Regions from separate parts of the Sus scrofa genome. Here region 2 is linked to region 1. The links are chromatin contacts, called in public Hi-C maps. All regions are on one chromosome and are shown on one strand. The core of a region is the stretch at or near the end of the contact, and the rest is flanking DNA. Distances in the headings are between cores, read along the strand shown. Region 1 holds the start of SRL (sarcalumenin). Region 2 holds the start of ADCY9 (adenylate cyclase type 9).

What was found. A called contact is a pair of places that touch in the nucleus more often than the background predicts.
Region 2: a Hi-C map of skeletal muscle shows a contact between it and region 1, with 4 times the contacts expected there. The contact joins the promoter of ADCY9 here to the promoter of SRL in region 1. A contact is called at or near these places in 15 of 47 Hi-C or Micro-C datasets (alveolar macrophages, embryonic fibroblasts, epiblast stem cells and 8 more) and 1 of 2 datasets of contacts at active chromatin or transcription factors (skeletal muscle).

Annotation. Positions count from the first base shown.
Region 1 is chr3:38,071,068-38,077,400 of Sscrofa11.1, reverse strand. It overlaps SRL (sarcalumenin), which reads right to left and starts at 4,022. Exons shown (of 6, transcript XM_021086705.1): 1 at 3,766-4,022. The coding sequence starts at 3,826.
Region 2 is chr3:38,114,133-38,120,465 of Sscrofa11.1, reverse strand. ADCY9 (adenylate cyclase type 9) reads right to left here and starts at 3,255. Exons shown (of 13, transcript XM_021086711.1): 1 at 2,960-3,255; 2 at 1,055-1,279.

The DNA.
Region 1 (6,333 bases), core at 2,773-5,272:
AGCCGCTCCCCTCACAGGCAGTTCTCTTTCTGAATCCTTCTCTCAAGTAGTCCCTCGCCTGCAAAACATTTCCTGACCCCCTGAGTTAAACACAACGTCCTCACTCCCCTCTGGCGCACGCACTTGACCCGTCCCTCCCTCCGGACAGGTGTGCGTCTTGTGTGCATGTGTCCGGCCCAGGGTGGATGCTGTCCCAGGTCCCCCTGGACCGAAAGCGTGCAAAGAGAAAACACCTTTCTGAGTTCCCTCGGCACCGCACCTACAAAGCAGTAGGGACGCCGGAGATCGGGATGGATTGATGAATGACGGCAGCTGTCTGAGGGACCGCCCAGCAGGATTTAAACAGAAGGGGCTGCGGGTCTGGATTTAGGTGGATTTGGAGTGGGGTTTAGCACCCCGGCGTCCCGCAGGGGCCAGCAGCACCCATTCCCCTCCTCCAGCGTCCACCTTCCTTCCAGGTCCGGAGGCACGAGATACCATCCCCACGCCCTGGCCCCGGCCCCTCGACCAGGTCAGGGAGGAACAGCCCTCTTCCTCCCGGTCCCCGCGGTCCGGCTCCTACCCCGCCCACCACACCGAAGTGAGCACCAACGGGCCAGCTGGACGCCCCCGGCCTCGTCTGCACCTGCTCCTGGGGGTGGGATAAGGAGGACTGAATTCCAGCTCTAGCCCTGGCACTGCTGTTTGCGCCTCACTGTCACACCCAGGCAGGAGGCGAGGGCAGCATTTCCCAAACCGTGGTTCCACAGGCCACCGGGCTGCATCCATCGAGCAAATCCCGATCAGCACCTCACGCCCTCGAGGTGGTAGGGCAGCCTACATGCCCCCTACGGCTTGTCCACTGGCAGTGAGCCAGGAGTCACAGCTTGCAGGGGGCTGGGAAGGCTTCCGGGGTCTGCTCTCCCCAGGACCCTTGAGCTCATGACCTTCTCTGAGCCCGCCCCACAATGGCCACGGCAGGAGGAAATGCAGAAGCCACCTCCTGCTGGGTGTTTTGATTTTTTGGTTGGTTGATTGGTTGGGTTTGGGGTTTTTGGTTTTTTTTTTTTTTTTTTTTTTTTTTGCGTTTTAGGGCCGCACCTACAGCATAGGGATGTTCCCAGGCTAGGGGTTGAATCAGAGCTACAGCCTCTGGCCTACACCACGGCCACAGCAACCCAGGATCCGAGGCATGTCTGTGACCTACACCACAGCTCACGGCAACAGCAGATCCTTAACCCACTGAACAAGGCCAGGGATCGAACCTACAACCTCATGGTCACTAGTCCAATTCGTTTATACTGCACCATGACAGGAACTCCTGCCTTCTTGTGGAAATAACCACCTGGGGGGAGAGGGAGGAGGGGTCATTTAGAGGGTCCTGAGAGATTCTCCTCTCGCACGAAGGGGCAAATGGGCCCCAGGGTACACCAGCCTCTGGGCATTGGGATGGCAGGTGGGGCCAGAGCAGGCAAGTCTGCAGCCCAGGGCTAGAATGGAGGAAGCGGATGAACAGACTGAGAAGTCCTGTCATCCCCCCACTCCCCTCCCCACCCCCTCTCTGCCTTGAGCAGCAACAGGAAGCAAAGATGTCCTGGATTCAGCCTAACACACACCAGCAGCTTACGCTCAAAGGAAAGTTCCCTCAGCAGCCCCGTCCCAACCCACATGCTCTCTGAGACGAGATGTCCAAGGATCAGAGGTGTAAGTCCCGCCCTGAATCCCCAGGGAAGCGAGACGAGCCCCCCAGGCTGAGGGGCTGGCCTTCAGGGAGGCCAGCAGAGAGAGGGGAGGGGAGGACAGGAAGCCCCAGGTGGGCGAGTGACCTTGAACGTGGCTCTCTTTCCTCTGGGCTTTGGACCCCTCACCTGGACAAGGAGGAGACTGAGTAAACCAGGGCTGTTTTCCCCCGTCCTGTCCCCAGGCCAGGTCCCCGAGATGAAGCGAAGGACCCCAGTGGTTACAAAGGACTGGGGTGGATGGGGGGGCTGTGGAACGCATCACACCCCCACTCCCACCCCCGTCCAGAGGGCCGTGGCCCGGGAAGCAGGAAGCGGACTGGAGAGAGAAGGCTGTCTGCTGCTTGGGGGCGGGGATGGAAGTAGAAACGAGAAGCAGTGGGGTGGGAAGTCCAGGACCAAAGCTGCTGCCTGGAGACACAGTGGCATCACTGGTGGCACATTCTAGGGGAAAACCAACCAATAGGAAGGACTGTGATTATGGGGGTGGAGGCAAGTCGCAATTACGGCTGGAACCCTGGGAGGCGCAGGAGGAGGCTGTCTGCACTGGAGGGGCTATACGACCTACCCCCGACCCACCCCCAGGGAAGAAGCCACCTGCGTGAGCAGGGGCGAGAAGGGCAGGAGCCTTGCACACCAGTGGACAGCCCGTCCCCGGAAGCCAGGCCAGGGGCACACAGGGTCCAGGAGGGAAAGCGCCTGCAGAGAGAGGAGCTTTGCACCAAGCACCCGCCTGCCTCCTTTCCCAACAGCAAGATCCCCCAGGGAGGCCTGTAGAACCTTCCAGAAGTCCAGTTCCCTTGCTGGGAGGAAAGATAAAGGATGCCCCTAAAAGGCTAAAAGTTCCTGGAGCTGCCTGGAAGCCAAGGAGGTGGCAGCTGGGGCTGGGCGGAGCAGGGGAGGGGTGGCCAGGGGGAGAGGGTGGCAGTGGCCCCTGGGCTCAGGATCCAATTACGTGGCTGTTTCCATACTTAGCCACCTGACAGCCGCTTGGAATCCTCGCAGCCCCGGCTGCTGCAGCCCCACGGAGCCCAAATTAACTCAAGGGCAGACAAGGGCAGGGCCCAGCGGCACATGCGAGGCCGGAGCCCCCTGCCTGGGTATCTGACCCCTGAGGGCACGGCTTCTGCTCCTGCCAGACCTCCTGGCTGAGTCTGGGACCTCAAGAAACAGAACCTCAAAAGCCCCATGATCCCCCGTGCAAATGAAGCCTGCAGTCATGGAAAGGCAAAGTGGGGGTCCCAGGTTTCCGGGGATCCCCAGAGCACCCCTGAAGCACCCCTAAGGGGAACTCAGCCCCAGAAGTCTCAGAAACAGAGGTGGCAAAGCGCTCCGGTACCCCCTCCACACCTATAAATAACCCCCACGCTGTAACCAGAGCCACCTCCGCTGCACAAAGTGCTGAGACGTCAAGGAAAAGCCTCAGCCTGCAGACCCCGGCCCTTTCCAGCGAAGCCCCCAGCCTAGCACAGCTGCCCTGCAGGACTGGCACCCAGCCCTCCCCGGCAGGGAGTCCAAGTCGGGCTCCAGCCCGATCCCCAGCGCTTCTTTCCCACCTTGTCCCAAACTGACCCCCATGCTGTCCTAGTGCTCCTGAGCCATGGCCCCCTCCCCACTCATGCAAAGCCAGGCCCCAGCCCGCTCTCCACCAGGTGGGAGGGTCACCTCAACAGCCTCCAGGGGCCACTCCACCTCCGAGATCGGGGTCATCTGTCCAGCCAGGAGGCTCCGGTCTTGACTTTCAGGGTCCTCTTCCACAACATCCAGTAGCCAGCCCTTCTCCCCGACCCCTGGCTGCACCTCTTGGCTCACTGGCTTCAACCCGTCTGGCCTCCCCACGAGCCCCTGACGGCTCTCAGGCCCCTCTGCACCCAGGGCTTCCTGGGTGAGACCAGCTGGGAGCAAGGTCTGCTGTCTGCCCCAGGAGTCACGGAGGGTCACCCTCCAGCTCACGCCCAACCCCCTGCCCCCCGCCCCACGGTAAACGTAAAACCTCAGGGCACGCGGGGGTCGCCGTCTGGCCCGGCTGACGGGGTGAGAGTCGTACCTGCTTGTCCTGGGAGCAGGAGCGAGGCCATGAAGCAGCAGAGCAGGACCAGCGCCCTCATGGTGACTGCCAAGAGAGCCCAGCTGCTCCTCGCCTCTATTTATAGGGCGGGTGGCAGCGCGGGGGTGGGGGTGGTGTGGAGAAGGGTCACACAGTCACTAGGGCAACTGGGCGGACGTGGGATGGCGAAGCAGCGCAGACCCCGGCAGGCTCGCCCTGCCAGGGCGGCGCCAGCTGCCACCCCCGAAGGCAGGGCCCCCCCGGCAGGATTCTCTCCCCCAGCAGCCCCGGGGTCATGTGACAGGGGTCACAGGGCGCGGAGCAGCGGAGAAGAAGCGGGGCGTCCTTTGGCCCAGGTCTCAGAGTCAGGAACTGAATCTTCCCAGGATCTGCAGTAACTTGATCCGAAGACTGGGCCATCGGCAACCTTCACACGCCTCAGTTCTGTGAACCAAGGGCCCACCTGCCAGCCACCGGCACCGTGGTAGCCCCTCCCCAAGGGTCAGGAGGTCAGGAGGGTAGAGCCCGCCCCGCATGACCTCTGAGGTCAATGGCAAGGAGCATCACCTTCCCGGGCCTCGGAGAGGGGAAATGAGAGCGAGGAGGGACATGCGAGGAGGGACATGCGACGGGGCGAGTTAAGCCAGCGAGCGCAGGACGAGCTCCTTCCCGAGGTGCCTGTGCAAGGGGCTCTTTGATGCAATTTTTCTGGAGGGCACGTGACACCCCCGAAAGCCAGCTCTCCAGGCGGGGCGGCCGAGCGAGCTCTGGCTGATCTGGCTGGAGAGGGTGTCCCTGGAGGGTGGTAGTCGGCCTCGGAGGGCAGGGCGAAAGGCAGAGAGGCGTCTTCCGTGTGCTTTACCTTGAAAACAGTTTAATGACTCCAGCAAACAGCCCATTCAAAGTGTAAAACTCCATGAGCGGGTTAAGGATCCAGGGTCCTCACTGCTGCGGCTCAGGTCCCTGCTGTGGCGCAGGTTGGATCCCTGGCCTGGGACTTTCACAGAAGTGGCCAAAAAAAAAAAAAAAAAAAAAAGGTGGAGTTCCCGTCGTGGCGCAGTGGTTAACGAATCAGACTAGGAACAATGAGGTTTGTGGGTTCAGTCCCTGCCCTTGCTCAGTGGGTTAACAATCCGGCATTGCCGTGAGCTGTGGTGTAGGTTGCAGACATGGCTCAGATCCCACGTTGCTGTGGCTCTGGTGTAGGCTGGGGGCTACAGCTCCGATTCGACCCCTAGCCTGGGAACCTCCATATGCCGAGGGAGCAGCCCAAGAAATGGCAAAAAGACAAAAAAAAAAAAAAAAAAAAAAGTGACCGCCTCGATACATGTTGACGTGCAGATCTACACAACCACAATCAAGACAGATGCCTCACTCCCCAGCATTCCCCTCATCCCTTCCCACCTACACCTACACCTGCCGTGGCAACCAAACAGCTGCTGTCACTACACATTAGTCGGCATTTCCTAGATTTCGATAAAAATGGAATCATACCATGTGGGTTTTGTTTTTTTTTTATGTGGCTTCAAACCAGTTGTTCCCTGAACAACCTTAGGCTAGCTACTTAACCTCTCTCGAACGAAGAGCTCATCTCTCTAAACTCAAGTTGAAAACAGGACCTACGACATACAAGTGTTAGGAGGACGACATCAAACAAGCCAAGGAAAGCACGTGACACCGGACCTGGTACGTGAGCCAGGGCACACCAGCCACACTGGAGGTGAGCCTCACACGAGAGAGGACGTGGAGGTTAACTGTGTCACCTTGATGAGATCATGGTGCCCAGCCGTCTGCTCAAACATCAGTCTGGATGTTGCTCTGCGGGTAATTTTGGCCATATATGACAAACCCAGAGCGAACATCATTCTCCATGTGAAAAGCTGAAAGAATTCTCGCTGAGAATAGGAACGAGACCAGGATGTCCACTCTGCCACTACTCTTCAACATAGTTTTGGAAGTCCTAGCCACAGCAATCAGAGAAGGTAAAGAAATAAAAGGAATCCAAACCGGAAAGGAAGAATTAAAACTCTCACTATTTGAAGATGACATGATACTATACCTCAAGAATCCTAAAGACTCTACCAGAAAACTCTTATAGCTCATCAATGAATTTGGCAAAGTCGCAGGATACAAAATTAATACACTGAAATCAACTGCATTTCTATACACTAACAATGGAAGATCAGAAAGAGAAATTAGGGAAGCAATGCCATTTACCTTTGCAGCAAAAAAAAAAAAAAAAAAAAAAATACTCAGGAGAGTTGCTGTGGCACAGTGGTTAACAAATCTGACTAGGAACCATGAGGTTGCGGGTTCAATCCCTGGCCTTGCTCAGTGGGTTAAGGATCTGGCATTGCCATGAGCTGTGGTGTAGGTCACCAGACATGGCTCGGATCCCACGTTGCTGTGGCTCTGGCGTAGGCTGGCAGCTACAGCTCCGATTGGACCCCTAGCCTGGGAACCTCCATATGCCGTGGGAAGTGGCCCTAGAAAAGGCAAAAAGACAAAAAAAAAAAAAAAAAGGAAATACTCAGGAATAAACCTACCTAAAGAGACAAAAGACCTGTA
Region 2 (6,333 bases), core at 2,006-4,505, 44 kb before region 1:
GCTTTTGGGCTGCTGTTGTGACGTGGGTTTCATTCCTGGCCGGGGAACTTCCACGTGCCGTGAACAGCCAAAAAACAGTACTGGGTGGAATGCTCCCCTGCCTCCATGGGGGCACCATCAGCAGCAGGGGACTCGAGGGGGACACACAGACTGTGGGTGGCATCCAGTGCGAGGCAGATCCTTCACGCGGAAACCCACCAGCGTGGGCTGCAACAGTGCACTCAGTGTGCCGGACCCCAGGGACGCAGGCAGTGGCGCAAGGAAAAGGCTTGTCGCCAACGTACTCGATGAAGGCAAATCCCGCAGCACCGGGGCTTATCCTGGCTGGGCAGTGAGCCAGGCTGAGCCTGTGAATTAGACCAGCGCTCCAATGCCAGCTCTGCCCTTCAGAGCTGTGTGATCTTGGCCAAGGTACCTGACCAGCGTCTTGGTTTTCTGCACGGTCCCTACCTACAACTTTCCGCCAGGTAGAGAAAGAAACGAGATAACATCCGGCAGCTTCAGATACACAGCAGGGGATCAACAGATTAGGCTGACGTGCTGGGAGGATGAAAGGCCCTGGGGGACCCTCCCAGAAGGAAGAGGCCAAGAGAGAGGATTCTGAAGGGAGGGGTGGTGGAGGAGGTGGAGAAAAGAGCCCAGCGCCTCTGAGCTGAGGTTTCCGCTCCCCCGCAGGCCATCTTGGGGGGGCTGGTAAACGCTCCCAGCCACAGGGGTGGCTGGTTCATCCCCAAAGACAGAGGAACGCTGTGTTCCAGGAGCAGCAGCAGCAGCGCACCCAGCAGAACCCAGCTTGTGGGTGGAGCAACTGTGGGAGTTGAGCAGGGAAGAGGCAGCACCTGGGCTCCTGCCCAGACTGGGGGGCGCGGGGGCGGGGGGACCAGAACTCAGGGGGTGGCTGAGGATGGCTGCGGAAGGAGACATGTTTTTCACTCCAAAGCTGTCCTGTACTAGGAAAGGCGAAAAGTCCAAGGTTTTTCTCAGATCCATATACCTCCTGCTTTCACCTGCATTACAAGCCAGTAGGTGAGACACCCACCTGCAGGGGACTCACCTGTACAGAGGGCCTCCAGCCCCTCAGGTCCCACGAGGAAGCGGCACAGCTTAGGGCTCTTCAGACAAGTCTCATTGCATTCGGCCTCCGTTGGGCTCCTCTTTTGTTCATTCATCCCGCAAACGTCCACAGAGGAACTGCCACACCCAAGATAAGATCCCGGAGCCACAGATGTCGGCTTAGTTGTCTGTACCTCCATCCCTCAGGTTGTTTCAGTGTCTTTAGCTGTCGAATGGGCGAGCAAGGTTTACGGGACGATGCGGTGAGATAACGGACCTACCTGGCATAGGACAAGTGGGAGAAGCAAGCGCGGATGTTGCGCTGGTGGTCTTTCACGTGCCCCTCCCCCCAGGTCCATTCTGCATCCTTTTCCACCGTGAGCAGCGCCCTAGAACGGTCCTGTAAGGACTAAGCCACACTCCCTTCCCCCCGACTTCCCACTGGGTTTGGTCCACAGGGAGCTAGATCAGCAGGAGGGAGAAATTGAAGACAAGGCTTTTATTCCCGCCAACTCCCTTCCTGAACCCCCGACCCAGAGTCCCAGCTCTGGGACGATGAGCTTCCACACAGCCTCCAGGCGCAGAGGTGGTAAGATCCCACCCTGATGAGCCCCAGAATAATCCACTCTCCCTACCCCGTCCCTCAAATTAGCCCACTGAAATGTGCTGTCTGTTTTCTGCTGGCCCCTGGCACACCTGCCAGAGGAGCCCGGGAACAGGTCTGGGGATCGGGGGACCTGGATTTGAGTCCCATTTCTCCTCCTCGCCGGCTCTGTGGCCCTGAGCCAACCTCTCCTTTCCTGGGTCTCAGCTTCCTTGTGGGTAAAGAGACCACGTGGCTGTCTTGGGCTGCAGTTCCCAGATGCTCCTGGGTGTTCTGTGATGTTAAGCCCAGGAAAAGGATGCGTCATAAAGGAGCAGAGCTTCCTCAGGCAGAGGGTGGGAGAGGCAGCTAAATCCACACCGAGGCCATCACACAACTCCTTTCCAAGGATTTCCCTTTCCTCTCAAGCCACCAGGGTATCAGAGGCCCGCATGCTCTCCACCCCAAAGCAACAGCCAAGAAAATCTAGGAAATTAAAAGAAATCCCCCTCTTTTTTTTTTAATTAATGACCGCATCCCCAGCACATGAAAGTTCCTCAGCCAGGGATTGAATGTGAGCCTCAGCTGAGGCAAGCGGGTATCCTTTAATCCACTGCACCTGGGGATCGAACCTCGCCTCCACACTGACCCAAGCCACCAGAGACACCGCCAGATCCTTAACCCACAGCACCACAGCAGGAACTCCCCCTTTACTTTCAGTAACCAGCTGGCCATCCTTGTTGAGCCACAGAGGGTCCTTCCCAGGTTCTCGTGTGCCCAGGGGTCTAAGCGGGAAATGAGGGACACACCTGATGCCCACAGAGCTGCAAGAAAGAAGCGGTGTCTCACAGCAGGGGTCCAGAGCAGAGGGAGGAAACTAAACCAGCATCCTGTCCCAAGACCCCCACTGGACAGGTTTCAAATAGAGCAGAGGGAGGAAACTAAACCAGCATCCTGTCCCAAGACCCTGTCACTGGACAGGTTTCAAAGAGAAGCTAACAACTACTTGATGTGATATTACAGAATCTCTGAAGTCCTTGTTGGCTCCAGAGATTAGTGATTCTGGGAAACCCAGGAGCCACAAAAAAAGATATTCTAATAATATCACCTTCCCTGGTCCCCGTATCTGAAGTTTCATCTGCCCTAAGTGCTTTTCCGCCTGCGGTCACCCAGAAGTAGGAGTGAGTGAGCAAGATGAGGCTGGATTTCTGTCCTAAAGGACCAGGAGGAGAGGGCAGGGTTCCAGCTTTTCCAGCTTCTCCGAATTTCTGGCGAGGGAAGGGAGGTGCGATAACCCCCTAAAATTATCAGTTCCTGTTTTACCTGAGGGCTGACCGCAGGTGAAAACCACAACACTGTAGCTGCCAGCACCCATCTGTCGTGGACGTTCTTCACGTCCCCCAAATGCCTCCAGAAATCTGTGGCTTCACCCCACAGCTCTGACCAAGTTCAAGGCCTTTCTGGGCCCCAAAGGAAAACCATGGAGACCCTGCAGGCTTCCAGCGGGCGGAGGGCGGGCCGAGCGGGCTGGGGCGGCGAGCCTGCCCCGCGGCCCGGCCTGGGGGCGGAGGCCGTGGCCCCCGCGGGTGGGAACCCAGCGGCCCGCCCGCCCCCGGCGCTGAGTCACCGAAGCCGCGGCCCCGCCGAGCCCGCGTGCCCAGGAAGCGCAGGCGCGCGCCTGCGCATGCGCGACCCCGGGCGCGTTCTCGGGAGCGGGCGGCGGCGGCGGCGGCGGCGGCGGCGGCGGCGGCGGCGGCGGCGGCGGCGGCGGCGGCGGCGGCGGCGGCGGCGGCGGCGGCGGCGGCGGCGGCGGCGGCGGCGGCGGCGGCGCAGGCTCCCGCAGGCGAGGCTCGGCGGGGTCTGGGCTCCGCGGCCGTGCGCCGGGAGGCCTCGGGGTCGCGGTGACGAGCCCCTCAGAACATCTGTTTGTGCGTCCAGAAGGCGGGCTTGAGGGTCGAGGCCAGGTTCTGCCAGGCGCTCGCCTTCCCGATCCCGGGTCCAGGACTGCCCTGCTCGGGGCCTCGTTTTCCGCTGCTGGTGGCGCGGTGCCCCGGCGAAGGCTGAGGCCCCCCCAGCCGCGACGCTGACCCGAGACCGGACCTGGCCACGGTGAGGCCTCTGGCCGCAGCCCGGGAGGTCCCCACACTTAGAGATGGGTCTCCGCGCAGGAAGCTGCCCCTGCCCCCAACCGGGAGCCCGTCTCGCTGGGTGATCTGAGAACCGCGGCCGCGGGCTAGGAGCAGCCTGTGTCCTTGTCCAGCCCCGGCCACACAGACTTGCGTGGCCTCTTGTCCGCTGGCCCTGGTCACCAGGGCTGGAGTAATCGACATATCACGGGGATCTAGAGAAGGGACATGGATTTGGGTCTGCCCAGGGCTGGTAGGGGTCCAGGGCCCAACAGGGGCTCCTAAGTAGGGCCAGACTGAAGGGGTGGGGCCTCTTTCCGCCGCCTCCCTACTGAGCTCCAGCAAACAGGGAGGACGGAGATCAGTACCCCCCACCCAGCAGGCCGGCAACCGCTGGTCCTGGGGGCACCATCGGAGGCACTGCTCTCACCTCTCCAACAGTTCTGCTGCGGCAGGAACTTCTCTGCTGCTTCACTGCTCTCTCTGTTCAGAATTTTGGAGTGGCCTCAAACCCAAGTTCCTTGGGTTTCCACTACCAGGCAGGTTTCCGCTAACTCACCTCTTCTCACCTTGATTCCTCGCCGGCTACAGAGATGCCTTCCTTTCTCTGATCCATCCCCCCACCCCCACCCTGCGTGGGCACCACCCCAACCCGAACTGGCCTCTGACCTTCCAAACCCACTCATCCCTCAAAGTGTAGCAAGAATCCCTCTCCCTTCCCAAGTGCCGTAACCCGGCTCTCTCAGTATTTGCCAGAGAGTCCTGATATTACATAAGTGGATTTTCACCAAGGGAAACATATTTAAATGCTTAAATAAATATATATATATATATATATGCATTGGTCAGGCTTTTCAAATAATTACATTTGCCAATGAGAAAAAAATCCTCTGCTGGGCGGTGTATCCTCACACATGATTCAGAAAGTGTGCTTGCTTCATCTGGGAGGACTTCCCTTGTCCCTGGGTCTCCATGCACTCCATCCCCAACGGGATTGTTAGCTCCCCTAGGACAGAGACTGTGCCTAAATAAACACATCGAAATTCCAAGGCTTTTGAAGTTGTGGGAAAGAAATCCAGAAGTTTGGAGAAAATGGAAACATAACCAAAAAAAATATTTTTGCACTCTTCACAAATGCAAAATCACATTTTATTTTATTTTATGAGTTTGGCTGCACCCAAAGCATGGAAAAGTTCCCGAGTCAGAGGTCAAACCCAAGCCACTAATGTGACAACCCCAAATCCTTAACCCGCCATGCCACCAAACTCCAAAATCCCTCTTTTTAGTGTGTCAGAAAAATGTACTACCGTAATTTGGCCTAGGTTCCAAACTAAGTCATGGGACAGATTATCACAGAAAGAAGAGCAGGATATGTAGGAAATGAATTTTTGCCAGTTTGTGAAGAGGAGGGGAGAGGCCTTGGGATCAGAAAGAACAGGGTCCCCAGATGTGACCCTGGGCAAGTAACCTAGCATGACCTGAAGGATGAGTCAGGCTTCGGGTAGAATTCTGGCCCTCCCAAATACATGTGCCATCATCTCAGCCACTCTGATCATCAGTCTCCTCATCAGTAAAGCCTGATGAATAACAGTAATAACATTTACTGAATGTTTTCTGTGGGCTCTGTACTATTGCAAGCATGTGGCATTATTAAGTCACCGCCACCCCAGGAGAGTATCTCCATTTTATGACTGAGGACACTGAAACACAGAGAAGTTAAGTCACTGGCCTAGGACTGCCCAGCTAGTAAGTGGTGGGGCCCAGGACGAATCCCAAGCAATCCGACTCCAGAGCCTGCGTTCTTGTCTGTGCCGGCGGCTCCTTCCCTGTGGGCTTGTTTCGGGAATTAAAGGAGAGAGAGCGCATGCAACACGTGGCCTGGCACGCAGCTCTCCAATTACCACATTATAACAAGGCCGAAGCCTGCTGAGGTCTGTAGCCCAGTGTCTGGCACAAAGGAGTGCTCTGCAAGTTGCTTCCCTTCCCCACTGACACGAGGGGAAACAGAGCATGTTCCCAAGTGCAAGCAGACACAAAACCAGCTCATCCCTGTGTGCACGTTTTTTTATCCTCACTTTAAGAGGATGGCGCAGGGGACGCCTCAGAACCTGTAGAATACACCTCCGTGCACTGCGCTCCTCTAATTTTTCTGCTTTTCTTATGCTTTTTTATTGCATTTATGGTCTAAGGAAAAATTCACAGTTCCCTGGATTATGAAAACCTTGAGCCTAAAGTCCTGGAAAGAGGAATTGGCTTCAAGGGTTGTCCGAAGGCTCAGACATCAGGGTACAAGTGCAAAGCCCGGGGACCCCTGAGATGTCCCAGGGCTGCACCTTCCTGGGACTCCACCCCGAGGGCATGGCACACGCACACCTGCCTGCACACGAGCTCCCATGATCTGCAATCCACCCAGTGTTCATAGAATTACTCAAAGCCACGCCCCCACACAGACGCCAGACACACCCACTCCCCCCGGACCTTCTCCACACAACACAGGAGGCACAGCATCTCGGCTCCCCCCAGACCCACTCACCTCTGCATCTGCTGCCCGCCACGCACCCCACAGAGACC